Regions from separate parts of the Mus musculus genome. Here regions 1 and 2 are each linked to region 3. The links are chromatin contacts, called in public HiCAR-type and HiChIP or PLAC-seq maps. All regions are on one chromosome and are shown on one strand. The core of a region is the stretch at or near the end of the contact, and the rest is flanking DNA. Distances in the headings are between cores, read along the strand shown. Region 1 holds the start of Ttll6 (tubulin tyrosine ligase-like family, member 6). Region 2 holds the start of Phospho1 (phosphatase, orphan 1). Region 3 holds the start of Snx11 (sorting nexin 11).

Region 1 (3,641 bases), core at 415-2,914, 640 kb after region 3:
AGGGACAGAAGCAGGAAAGAGCTCTGTGCTGGGAGGTCCCTTTCTCACATATTGAAATTAGAGAGCTGGCTCCTTGGGACTGGAATGTCTTTGTAGATGGAGCAAAGAGTGTGGGGAATAGTGTTATTGAAGGGTACATCTGAGGCTACATGGGGTGAGTGTTAGACTCACCCTGGCTTCCCTTTCCCAGGAAAGAGTCCTCTAGCTTGTCTCCAAACATTAAACCCTGGATGCAAACTAATCCTTAACCATAACCAGGCTTAATCAGTGAGATAAACTAGTACAGAGGCAGGTGGGGGTCTGGGGGTGGGCAGCATTTGACATAGTTGAGTCTTGAGCTAGCCTGAGCTACACAGTGAAGCCCTGTCAACAAACATGTACGTAAATACGCAAGACTATGGGCTGTGCACAATGCCCCTGTGATTTTCAGGAGACTTCCAAGCATTCTGAGACCCTGTTTATCACCCTCGGGCATGCCCAGGACTGGCCCCTTCCCCACCCTTCAGTCTCCATCACAGACCCCTTGAACAGAGATACTTACCGCTGTCATACCGGCAGTTAGATAGATTGATCACCAATCATCTGGAAAAGAGAAAAGGGCAGACAGCAAGACACAGACAGATACCCAGGCCAGAACACAGGGCTGGGGCCAGACACATGTGTCCCAGTGGCCACACCAAGCCATGCACCTCACAGTTCCGTTACTCCATGTGTTACAATTGCCTTTGCTTGCGATTTTGTGTTAACACCATTGCCTCAACCCCCTTTTTAATTTTGTCAGTGATGGGACTTGAACCCAGGGCCTCCTGCCTGAAAGTGAGGCACTAGACACTAGGCTACACTCCCAGTGGTCCCTGTACTTTTACACCATCAGCCCATTGGGGACAGAAATTTTATTTTATTTATTTATTTTGGGGTTTGTTTGCTTGTTTGAGAAATTTTAAAAGGCACATATTTTTTACTAAAATATTGTCTCCCCCTTTCCACTAAGGGAAGCCATTTAGAAGATAGACAATACTCTCTTACAAGGCAAAGCAGAGTATTAACCCAGAAACGGAATGCGCAAGCTGCAGCTGCCAGCCGCCGGGGCTGGCAAGTCACTGTGGTCCTGTTACACTGCAAGTATGTGAAATTCCCAGGACACACGGGAGCTTGCGCTTAGGAAGGGAAATTTTTTCCTTGCTCCTTCAGCAAGGAGCTCCCTCTCCACCCAGTCTTTAAAAGGCATTGCAAACACAAATAGAAGGAAAAGTACAAGGTGTGATTCGAGGTTATGCACACTATTATGGGATGCCATAAAACAGAACACTGAAATTGGTGTGAGCCAGAGGAGACAAGCCCTGTGTCCCCTTTTCCTCTCATCAGCCAAGACCTTCTTCCCTTGGGCCCTTCCTGCTCTTATCAACACCGACACCACACACACACACACACACACACACACACACACACACACACACGCCCCGAAACTCCTCGTTTTTCAATACTAACCTTTTTTTCTTCCTCTTTTTCTTACCATGCTGCTGTGCGTTCTGGAGCCTCTTTTGTGTGTTCTCTCTCACAAAAGCCAGGGTGACAAATTCTTTTAGCTCCTCCAGATCTTCTGTGGAACTCTCCTCCCTCTCTTCAGCCCCTTCCTCACTTTCCGAAGTCAGGCACTGTAGCATCTTCCTAGCCCTGGAGGAGGCTCTGGGGAAACATCAGTCCTCCCTGGAGAGAAGGCAGAGCGATCAGCAGTTGTGTGGGTCCACCTGAAGGGGGCGCTCCTCCCTTGCTCATGTCCGTTCCCAAACAACTGGTTGTAGTTTATAAAAAATGCTCCCCGCTCCAAATGCGCGCTTGGTGCACGCTCAGGGAGAGAGCTAGTTCCACCTTTGGCAAAGACTCTGACCTTGGGGACTCACCTAGCCAACCCTAGCTTTGGTTTTGGCCATCTGGGGTTTTCTGAAAGAGGCCGAGCTGCTGCTATGCGCTGTACCACCTGGTAAACAATCTTATTATTAAAGTCAGAGTGCGCCTGGAGACAGCCTCAGAACTCAGCTTCAAGCCTTTCTATCTGAGGGACTGAGTCCCGAGGGGGCAGTGGAGGTGGGCTGAGTTCTGTTAACCCTTACAGTGCTGCATTCGACTTCCCACAAGGCAAGATGCAGGCACGAATAAGATGCACAGGCGGCTGTGAATCAACAGATGTCCGTTCCCAACAATACTGAGAATGGAACTAAGAGCTTCTGGAAAACTAGTACTCTTAACTGCTGAGATCTCTCTCTCTCTCTCTCTCTCATTCTCTCTCTCTCTCTCTCTCTCTCTCTCTTTCTCTCTCTCTCTCTCTCTGTCACACCACACACACACACACACACACACACACACACACACACACAGCGTTCTGCCTTCACAGTTCTTTAGGAGTACAGTCTCTGCCTCTGCCTCTGCCTCTCTGCCTCTGCCTCTTCCTCTCTGCCTCTGCCTCTCTGCCTCTGCCTCTGCCTCTGCCTCTGCCTCTCTGCCTCTCTGCCTCTGCCTCTGCCCCATCTGCCTCTGCCTCTCTGCCTCTGCCTCTGCCTCTGCCTCTGCCTCTGCCTCTGCCTCAGCCTCTGCCTCTGCCTCTGCCTAACCCAGATTTTCCTGGCCCCGTTCAGATCACAGCCCTCACACCAAGGCTCATATGGCCATAAGGCCCATTTCACAAGGCTCCCACCTCCTCCCTTCTCCTCCCCACCAACCTCCACGCCTTTAATGCCCACACTCCAGCCTCTCTCTCCTTTAGTGCCCACAGGCCTCTCTCCTTTAGTGCCCACATGCCAGCCTCTCTCTCTCCTTTAGTGTCCACAGGCCTTTTGCCATCTACTTGCCTGCCCTGCTCATACACATCCTTTGGATCAAAGCTTTTAAAAATGAATATCTTTATCTTTCAGTTTATTGCTGAAATCATGTTAAATAAAGGAGGCCTTAAAGCTGGGAGGGCAGACATCACCTGTGGCTCACCTACTCTACCAAAGCATCTTTGCCTTGGCTGTGAATTCTTAAATTCTAATTGTAATTATTCTGACATCATTTTAACCATCTTGGCACCTTCTTTCTGCCCACATAATATATCATAAAGGCGCGTTTGCATGTCCCTAGGTATATTTTTGTTCTCTCTGTCTGTGTGTGTGTGTGTGTGTGTGTGTGTGTGTTAGCGGACAACAAACCTGTGGGGGTTGGTTCCCCTATTATGTGGGTTCTGGGATCAACCTCAGGTAGGTAGTCAGGCTTGTTGTGAAACACACTTACCTACTGAGCCACATCAATGGCCAGCTGGTTCCTGGTTTTTAATGGCTAGGAAACATTCCATAGAACCAACCCTTGCCTTATTGCTGGTCATATAAGTTGCTTCCATTTCTAATAGTCTCTAAACATCCTAAAACATATTTTCAAGCTGGGGATGGGGGGGTGAGGGGACGGGGACGGGGGATGGGGGAATGGGGATTGTAGCTAGAATCTGGCTAGTGGGGAGGCTGAGGCAGGAGTTCCTTGAGCCTAGTAAGAGTCCGTCTCCTAAAGAAGAAAAACAAAGCCGGGCAGTGGTGGCACACGCCTTTAATCCCAACACTCGGAGGCAGAGGCAGGCGGATTTCTGAGTTCGAGGCCAGCCTGGTCTACAGAGT
Region 2 (3,401 bases), core at 847-3,346, 950 kb after region 3:
AGCTGGTGATGCAGGAGATAGGGGCAGAGAATCTGAGTTTGAGGCCACCCTGAACTACATGAAAATTCCTGTTTCAAAACAACTGCCATTAAAAAAAAAAGTCACTCACTTCTGACAGGTGATAAGCGATAAGTCCTGGGCAGTGCAGGGCATTGCCTTTAATCACAGCAGAGGCAGAGGCAGAGGCAGAGGCAGAGGCAGAGGCAGAGGCAGAGAGGCAGAGAGGCAGAGAGGCAGAGAGGCAGAGAGGCAGAGGCAGAGGCAGAGGCAGAGAGGCAGAGGCAGAGAGGCAGAGGCAGAGAGGCAGAGGCAGAAGCAGAGAGGCAGAGGCAGAGGCAGAGGCAGAGGCAGAGGCAGAAGCAGAGAGGCAGAGGCAGAGGCAGAGGCAGAGGCAGAGGCAGAGGCAGAGGCAGAGGCAGAGGCAGAGGCAGAGGCAGAGGCAGAGGCAGAGAGGCAGAGGCAGAAGCAGAGAGGCAGAGGCAGAGAGGCAGAGAGGCAGAGAGGCAGAGAGGCAGAGAGGCAGAGAGGCAGAGGCAGAGGCAGAGGCAGAGGCAGAGGCAGAGGCAGAGGCAGAGGCAGAGGCAGAGAGGCAGAGGCAGAGGCAGGTGAAACTAAGTTAGAGGTCAGCTTGGTCTACAGAGTGAGTTCCAGGACAGCCGGTACTACACAGAGAAACCCTGTCTAGAAAAACAAAGCAACAAAAAATTCTGTGTGACCACCAGAGTCCCCGTGGAGAACAGGACAGGACCTTTGAGTTTCTCCCACATGCTAGAGCAGCCAGGAGGCAAACTTTTGGGGGCTGAGGGAAGTCCTTTTCTAGTCTCATCTAAGATCAATGTTTGCAGCCCTGATTCCCTATCACAGCCCCTGCCTGCTCCTTTGATACAAATACTTTTAGGTTAGATCTGTGGGAAGTCGGGGTAGGGGTGTGTGTGTGTGTGTGTGTGTGTGTGCACTAACTTAAGTCTAAGCTTGAAATTCTCCTAATGGGGGAGAGGGTAGAGCCCATAGGAAAGTTTGGGGAGTTTTCCACAAGAAACATGCAGACTGAGAGTGGGGGTGAGCACTTAAAAACTGTCAAGCCCTCTCTGCTTCAAGAATAAGTATGCCCATCACTAGAAATTAGATCTGACAATTAAGCTAGGATTCCTGCCCCCAACACTCGCAACTTCACAAACTCCTTTCTTGTTCATTAACCCGTAATGGGCAAGGGAGGGGGTGCAGAGAGGTCCAGCTTACATCACACAGCATCAGAAATAGGATTAAAACTCAGGGATCTCTACTGCCTCTTGAAGAAATTACCTGAACTCCGGAGGCTCTGTATGTTCCCTGTCCTAGCTAGTCTGCGCCCCGGTGCCAGTGAGGAATCTGGGACTAGGCGTCACCTCTGGGGTCCCCTGCCTGGGGTGGACAAGCAGAGGTGATTCTTACTGGGTAGGGGCAGGGAGATGGCAGCTGCCGGTGGGGTAGCAGGAGAGATATTTTTAGAGGTGACTGGAAAGCAGGCACTCTGGCACACCCCCAGCTGGCGGGCGCTTCGCTCTAATGCGGGCGGGGGGTGCGTAGCTCGGGGAGAAGGAAGGACTTGTGGGTGGCGGGGAGCTATGACAGTCCCCGGAGATGAAGGGACACTGGGTACCATTAACCTGGGAAAGGAGGGGGTTCAGTTCTCTGCCCCTGGGACTACCCCACCACCAAGCACATGAAACACACTCAAACTACACACAGCCCCCACCCCAACATTTAGATCGCGGTCCTCCCGGAGCCCAAGACTCATGCGGGGCAGCAGCGGTCACGCTGTCTGTCCCAGCTGAGTTTGGAGTGGAAGTAGTGGGAAGGGGGCTACTTAAGGGATTTAGGGACAGGATGGAGCAAGGGGTGCTTACGGGATTTGGGGGGTACGCGGTCTTATCCACCCCCGGATTTCTGAGCTCCGGCTCACGAATCCCTCCAGCCCCGAGGGACTGTGGATGATGTGCTTCTGCTCCGTCCCTTCCACCTGCCCCCCATCCTCGGGGCCGCCGCCGCGTCCCCTTTAAATGCCGGGGAGCCAGAGCCCGAGCCGCGGCGGGCGCTGCGGCAGCCGCAGCACCCGGGCCCACCGCAGTCCCCGCACGTCACAAGCGCCCAGCCAATCACCGTGGCGCCGGCGCACATCAAAGGGGCGGGCTGCCCGGGAGCCACGCCTCCGGGCTGTCCCGGAGGCCGCGCGAGCGGCCGTGAGACTGGGCGGGCGGGACGGGTGGAGCGTGGCGCGTCCCGTCCGAGGAGCGTGGGTGCGGGGCACCCTCTGCGTGCGCGTGGGCACGTGCGTGAGTCAGTGTCACACTGCCCGCCTCCTGCTGGGCTCGGCGCCAGGACTCTGCAGGCAGCCCTTCCACCGCCCGGCTTCCCTCCTTGTCGCGGGACAGCCGGGTGACCGGCCCGCCAAGCAGCCCTCCCTCCATGTGCTCCGAGCTCGCCCTCTGCCCTTCCGGGAGGAGTCGCGGCATCCTGCCGAGTCCTCGGAACCCTGTCCCCAAATTACCGGGTACTCGGGCTTGCCGATGGAAAAGCTCTCCCAATCCAGCACCGCCTAAACTCGGAGTTGGAGAACCGACACTTGAGCACTGTGGTGCAAATAAAACCCGCTTTCTCCCAAGTTCCCGCTCTTCCTCTCTGGCGAGCTTTCCCTTCCTTCCCACCCCTCAGAACACTAGATTACGATTAAAAGAGAGGAGGTGAAACCTGCACTTTCTGAACCGGTGCGACGAACCCAGGAGAAAAGACTTGTCCAAGAGTTCGAACACAAGGACACCTCACTTCAGTCACAGAACAGGATCTGTGGGTGAGGAGGTGCACCCTGGCCTGGGTCTACCTTCAACTCTCCTATCATCCTCTAGCTTTGAATACCAGAGCTCCGTGCTTCCACCAGCAGAAGGCAGATTGGCAGAAAAGTTGCCGATACGATGGACCACCCGCCCAAATCTTTGAGGGCGACGTCTCCATTGCCCCTGCTCCCTCTCTAACACGCCAGCGCCCCTTCACCTCTTTCCTGAAGTCCAAGGGCTACCGGTGTTTATTCTACCTAGCTCTACCTAGCGGTGCTCAGGCCCTGGGCCTTTTATCTTGAGTCGGGGTGGGAGGGTGGGTCTCTTATAATTTGTTGCTACCTATTCTAGGCCCGACCCTGAGCTCCTAAATCTCCTGCTTCCATGTCCAATTTGATGGATTAAAGGCCCGAGTCCCCACACCCTGCAATCCCTCCTCTTAAAGAAGCAGTTTCATCTCCACACCCTTCTCAAAGACAGGCTCACACAGCCTTCATCATCTGTGTTGTATCTGTTCTCGGCCCTCCAATGCCCCCCAGACCCCCCCCCCCTTTGAGACAGTTTCCTGTCGCCCAGGCTAGTAATGGGCCT
Region 3 (3,373 bases), core at 596-3,095:
CAATCTCTCAATTTTTATTTCTAAGTCAGTGATTTCTACATTAGCAAAAGCTATTAAATGTCCCTATGATTTTAAAAGTTTGTGTAAAAGGATCCTGAGACCAAAGGCCTGAGAAATTCTGTTTTGAATTACATAAATAATATCCACCTGGATTGGTAACTACCATTGTGTTTTGCACTGGCTCTACAAACATTTAGGAGCAGTTCAAGTCAGTGTAGTACTGGGTTTTCATCTGACCCACACTTTTATAAGAGCCCATCTGTTTTTAAGGGGAGTTAGGATTAGAGAAATGACTTTGAGGTTGAGAGTACTTTCTGTTCTTGTATAGGTGCAGGGTTCAGTTCCCAACACCCACACAATGGTTCCAACTACTTCTAACTCCAGTGCCAGGAGATCTAAGGCCCTCATCTGGCCTCGTAGGGTTTCAGGTAGACACATGGTACACAACCTATTTATAGGCAAAACAGCTACAAAAAATAAAAATATTTATTTTTGATGTGTGTATGCCTCGGATCCATTGAAGTGGGAGTTGCAGGAATGTGTGAACTGTGTGAATTTGGGGGTCCTGAACTCATCTTCTGAAGCCATTTTGCCAACTCCTGTCTTGCTGTTTTTGAGGCAGGGTCTTAGGTAGCCCAAGCTAGCCTGAAACTCACTATATAGTTGGCGTTGGCCTTCAGTTCCTGCCTCTACTTCCAAGTGCTGGGGTTACAGAGGTAAAATTAACTTTTTTTTTAAAGACTTATTTATTTTTATTATATGTAAGTACACTGTAGCTGTCTTCAAACACTCCAGAAGAGGGAGTCAGATCTCATTACAGATGGTTGTGAGCCACCATGTGGTTGCTGGGATTTGAACTTCAGACCTTTGGAAGAGCAGTCGGGTGCTCTTACCAACTGAGCCATCTCACCAGCCCTAAAATTAACTTTTTAACAGATCAAGGAGGCTTTTCGTTTGTGTTTTCCAACAGCCTTACTCCGTATCCTAGAGCTCACTATATGTCTTTAATGGCCAAGTGTTAGGATTCTGGGCGTGAGCCACTTCCATTGGCTTAAGAGGACTTTAAGATATTTTTTTTTGTCTTTTTAAAAAAGATGTATTTATTTATTACATGTAAGTACACTGTAGCTGTCCTCAGACACTCCAGAACAGGGCATCAGATCTCATTACAGATGGTTGTGAGCCACCACGTGGTTGCTGGGATTTGAACTCAGGACCTTCCGAAGAGCAGTCGGGTGCTCTTACCCCCTGAGCCGTCTCTCCAGCCCGGACTTTAGATATTTCTATAGTAAGCATTTTCACCGGCTTTTTCTTGCTTACTAACTGTATGATCCTTCTTTGGGCTTGACAACTGTTGTCAACTTTCTCGTCTGCTGTTGGGATAATCTGTGGGTTTTCCAAATCAAACTGGCAGTGCCCTTGACAGTTTAGATGGGGAACTGCAACCTCTGAGGTTCAAACCCAGACTTTCGAGATCTTAGATCTTAGTAAGGCTTCAGGAACGCGAGAAACCTCCCACACTTACTGCTCTTTAACACCCTGAAGACGTTTAGGCTCCTAAGATGCTTTCGTCGGCCTTCAAACACGTTCCCTGAGCGCTGATTGGCCCGCCTAATGGCGGTGGGCGGGACACGGCACCGGAGTGGACTTTGCGGGGTCTCGGTCTTTGCGCTCCGCCTCCCGCGCCCCCTAGCGATTTCCGGAAAGATGCGGATTTCAGCTTAGGCCTGGGCGGGATGGAGAGCCTCCTCTGACCAGCGATCGCCACTGAGAGCCCTGGTCTTCAGGGGTGGGGCGTCCGGGACACTCAGGATTGGCCCGTCGGGAGCCGCCTCCCGTCGTGCACCGGGGCACCGGCGACTCACCCGGAAGGAGAAGCCGGTATCGGACTATATGGTGCGGTGCTGGTGGTGTCGCTGTGGAGAGCTGCTGCTGCTGCTCTCAGGTGAGGGGGCGTGGGCGTGGCCGCGGCTCGTAGGTGCTGCTTGGGAATGGGATGCTGGCTTGAGCCGTGGTGGTGGCATTTGAGTGATGGCCTCGGTTGACACACTAGGGAGGGGGCTGCCTTACTGCCTGGTATGAAAGTGAGGGCTTGCTGGGACCCAAGAAGAAAGGAAGCCTGGCTTTTCAATATACCTTGAAAATCGTCTTTCCGTCCCGATTTAGCCGGGAAAAGAGAAGGACCGTTGGGCTGGTTTCCATCTGAGTTTGCTAAAGAATGGAAAGGAGTGGCCGGAGTCAGAATTAGGGATGTCTACCCAAGTGGCCGGCAGTGGAAGGGAATGGCAGATATTTTTCGCAGATACTGGAAACTATGCTCTTCCTTTGTTACTTGCAGGTGAAAGGAGTGGGTTACCGACTGAAAAATGAGAACAGCTGCTTGATGGACGGGACAGGTTTTCTGTCAGGCGGAAGAGCTTCCTCGAACACCTGTGGGTATTTAGGAAGGCGAGGTTTTAGAATTGCTGTCTGTTGACACCAAAGGCTCAAGAACGAGTAAGGAGGGGCGGGAGACTCCTTGGTGCAATCTTTTTTACAGCCTGATGTGTTTTTTACGTGTCCCTTGAAGTAGTTTTAAGAGGCGGAGAAAATGAGAAAGCTTTGAATTGCTCCCCTGAATTAGCAGCTGTGAGCTTTACAATGCGTCAAACTTTGTACACACCAAACCCCTTGGCTCTTTCCCGGGACTATGGGTGCTGGTACTGCCGAGGGAAGCAGTGAGCGCTTCAGATGGGATGGAAAAGGCCCCGGGAATGTAGTTAGCATGGAGTAAGTTTCCTCACCTTTCGAGGTTACTTGACTCTGCCCTTCCTTAATGGATGCACAGATCCACCTCTTTGGACGGGTCATGGAGGTGAAGTTAAGAACTTGCTGTTTCTCCAGGAATAACGACTGAGAGTGGTGTCGTTGGGAAGGACAGTGATGAAGAGCAGTGGTTGTTGGAAACGGAGTCTGCTTTTTGCAGTCTCAGTGTCTTAGGGGAAATTGACCACCAGAACCTTCTTAGTGCCTTTTACGCTTAGCCTTGAGCCTACAGAGACCCAGGAGACTTGGAATGTCTTAAAAGACAGTTTATTTGTTTCTCTATGACATTAGCTCCAAAACAAAGGAGAAAAACTTCCACATGGGGGTGCTGCAGGCCCCTAGCAAACTCTTTATACCAAACGTCTGATGAACAGTTACTGAACTAGAGTCTTGAGTTTCACAGACTTTTCCAGGCAGAGTGGTGTGATCTCCCCTAAGTGGATAGATGCCTTTCTTTCTTGTCATCTTTTCTGTTGTACTACAAACACAAACCAAACCAAACAACAACAACAACAACAAAACCACTTAAGAATATTTAACTTTCTGTTCTTCCGTTGGCAGTTTAGCA

Evidence for each region. HiCAR-type assays count read pairs that join an accessible place to other places. HiChIP or PLAC-seq counts read pairs in DNA pulled down with a chosen protein or histone mark.
Region 1: a contact with region 3 is called in a HiCAR-type map of astrocytes, with 3 times the contacts expected there. The contact joins the promoter of Ttll6 here to the promoter of Snx11 in region 3. A contact is called at or near these places in 5 of 39 promoter capture datasets (the 3T3-L1 cell line, cranial neural crest, hippocampal neurons and 1 more), 6 of 115 datasets of contacts at active chromatin or transcription factors (astrocytes, embryonic forebrain, embryonic hindbrain and 3 more) and 1 of 9 other capture datasets (macrophages).
Region 2: a contact with region 3 is called in an HNF4G HiChIP or PLAC-seq map of pancreatic cancer cells. The contact joins the promoter of Phospho1 here to the promoter of Snx11 in region 3. A contact is called at or near these places in 9 of 39 promoter capture datasets (the C10 cell line, the HPC-7 cell line, HPC-7-derived erythroid cells and 5 more) and 3 of 115 datasets of contacts at active chromatin or transcription factors (astrocytes, forebrain and pancreatic cancer cells).

The regions. Positions count from the first base shown.
Region 1 is chr11:96,131,809-96,135,449 of GRCm38.p6, reverse strand. It overlaps Ttll6 (tubulin tyrosine ligase-like family, member 6), which reads right to left and starts at 1,664. Exons shown (of 15, transcript NM_172799.4): 1 at 1,489-1,664; 2 at 542-579. The coding sequence starts at 1,664.
Region 2 is chr11:95,823,195-95,826,595 of GRCm38.p6, reverse strand. Phospho1 (phosphatase, orphan 1) reads right to left here and starts at 2,096. Exons shown (of 3, transcript NM_153104.3): 1 at 1,887-2,096. It overlaps Gm38958 (predicted gene, 38958), which reads left to right and starts at 2,185. Exons shown (of 1, transcript NR_164195.1): 1 at 2,185-2,641.
Region 3 is chr11:96,776,027-96,779,399 of GRCm38.p6, reverse strand. Snx11 (sorting nexin 11) reads left to right here and starts at 1,845. Exons shown (of 8, transcript NM_001163389.1): 1 at 1,845-1,945; 2 at 2,339-2,432.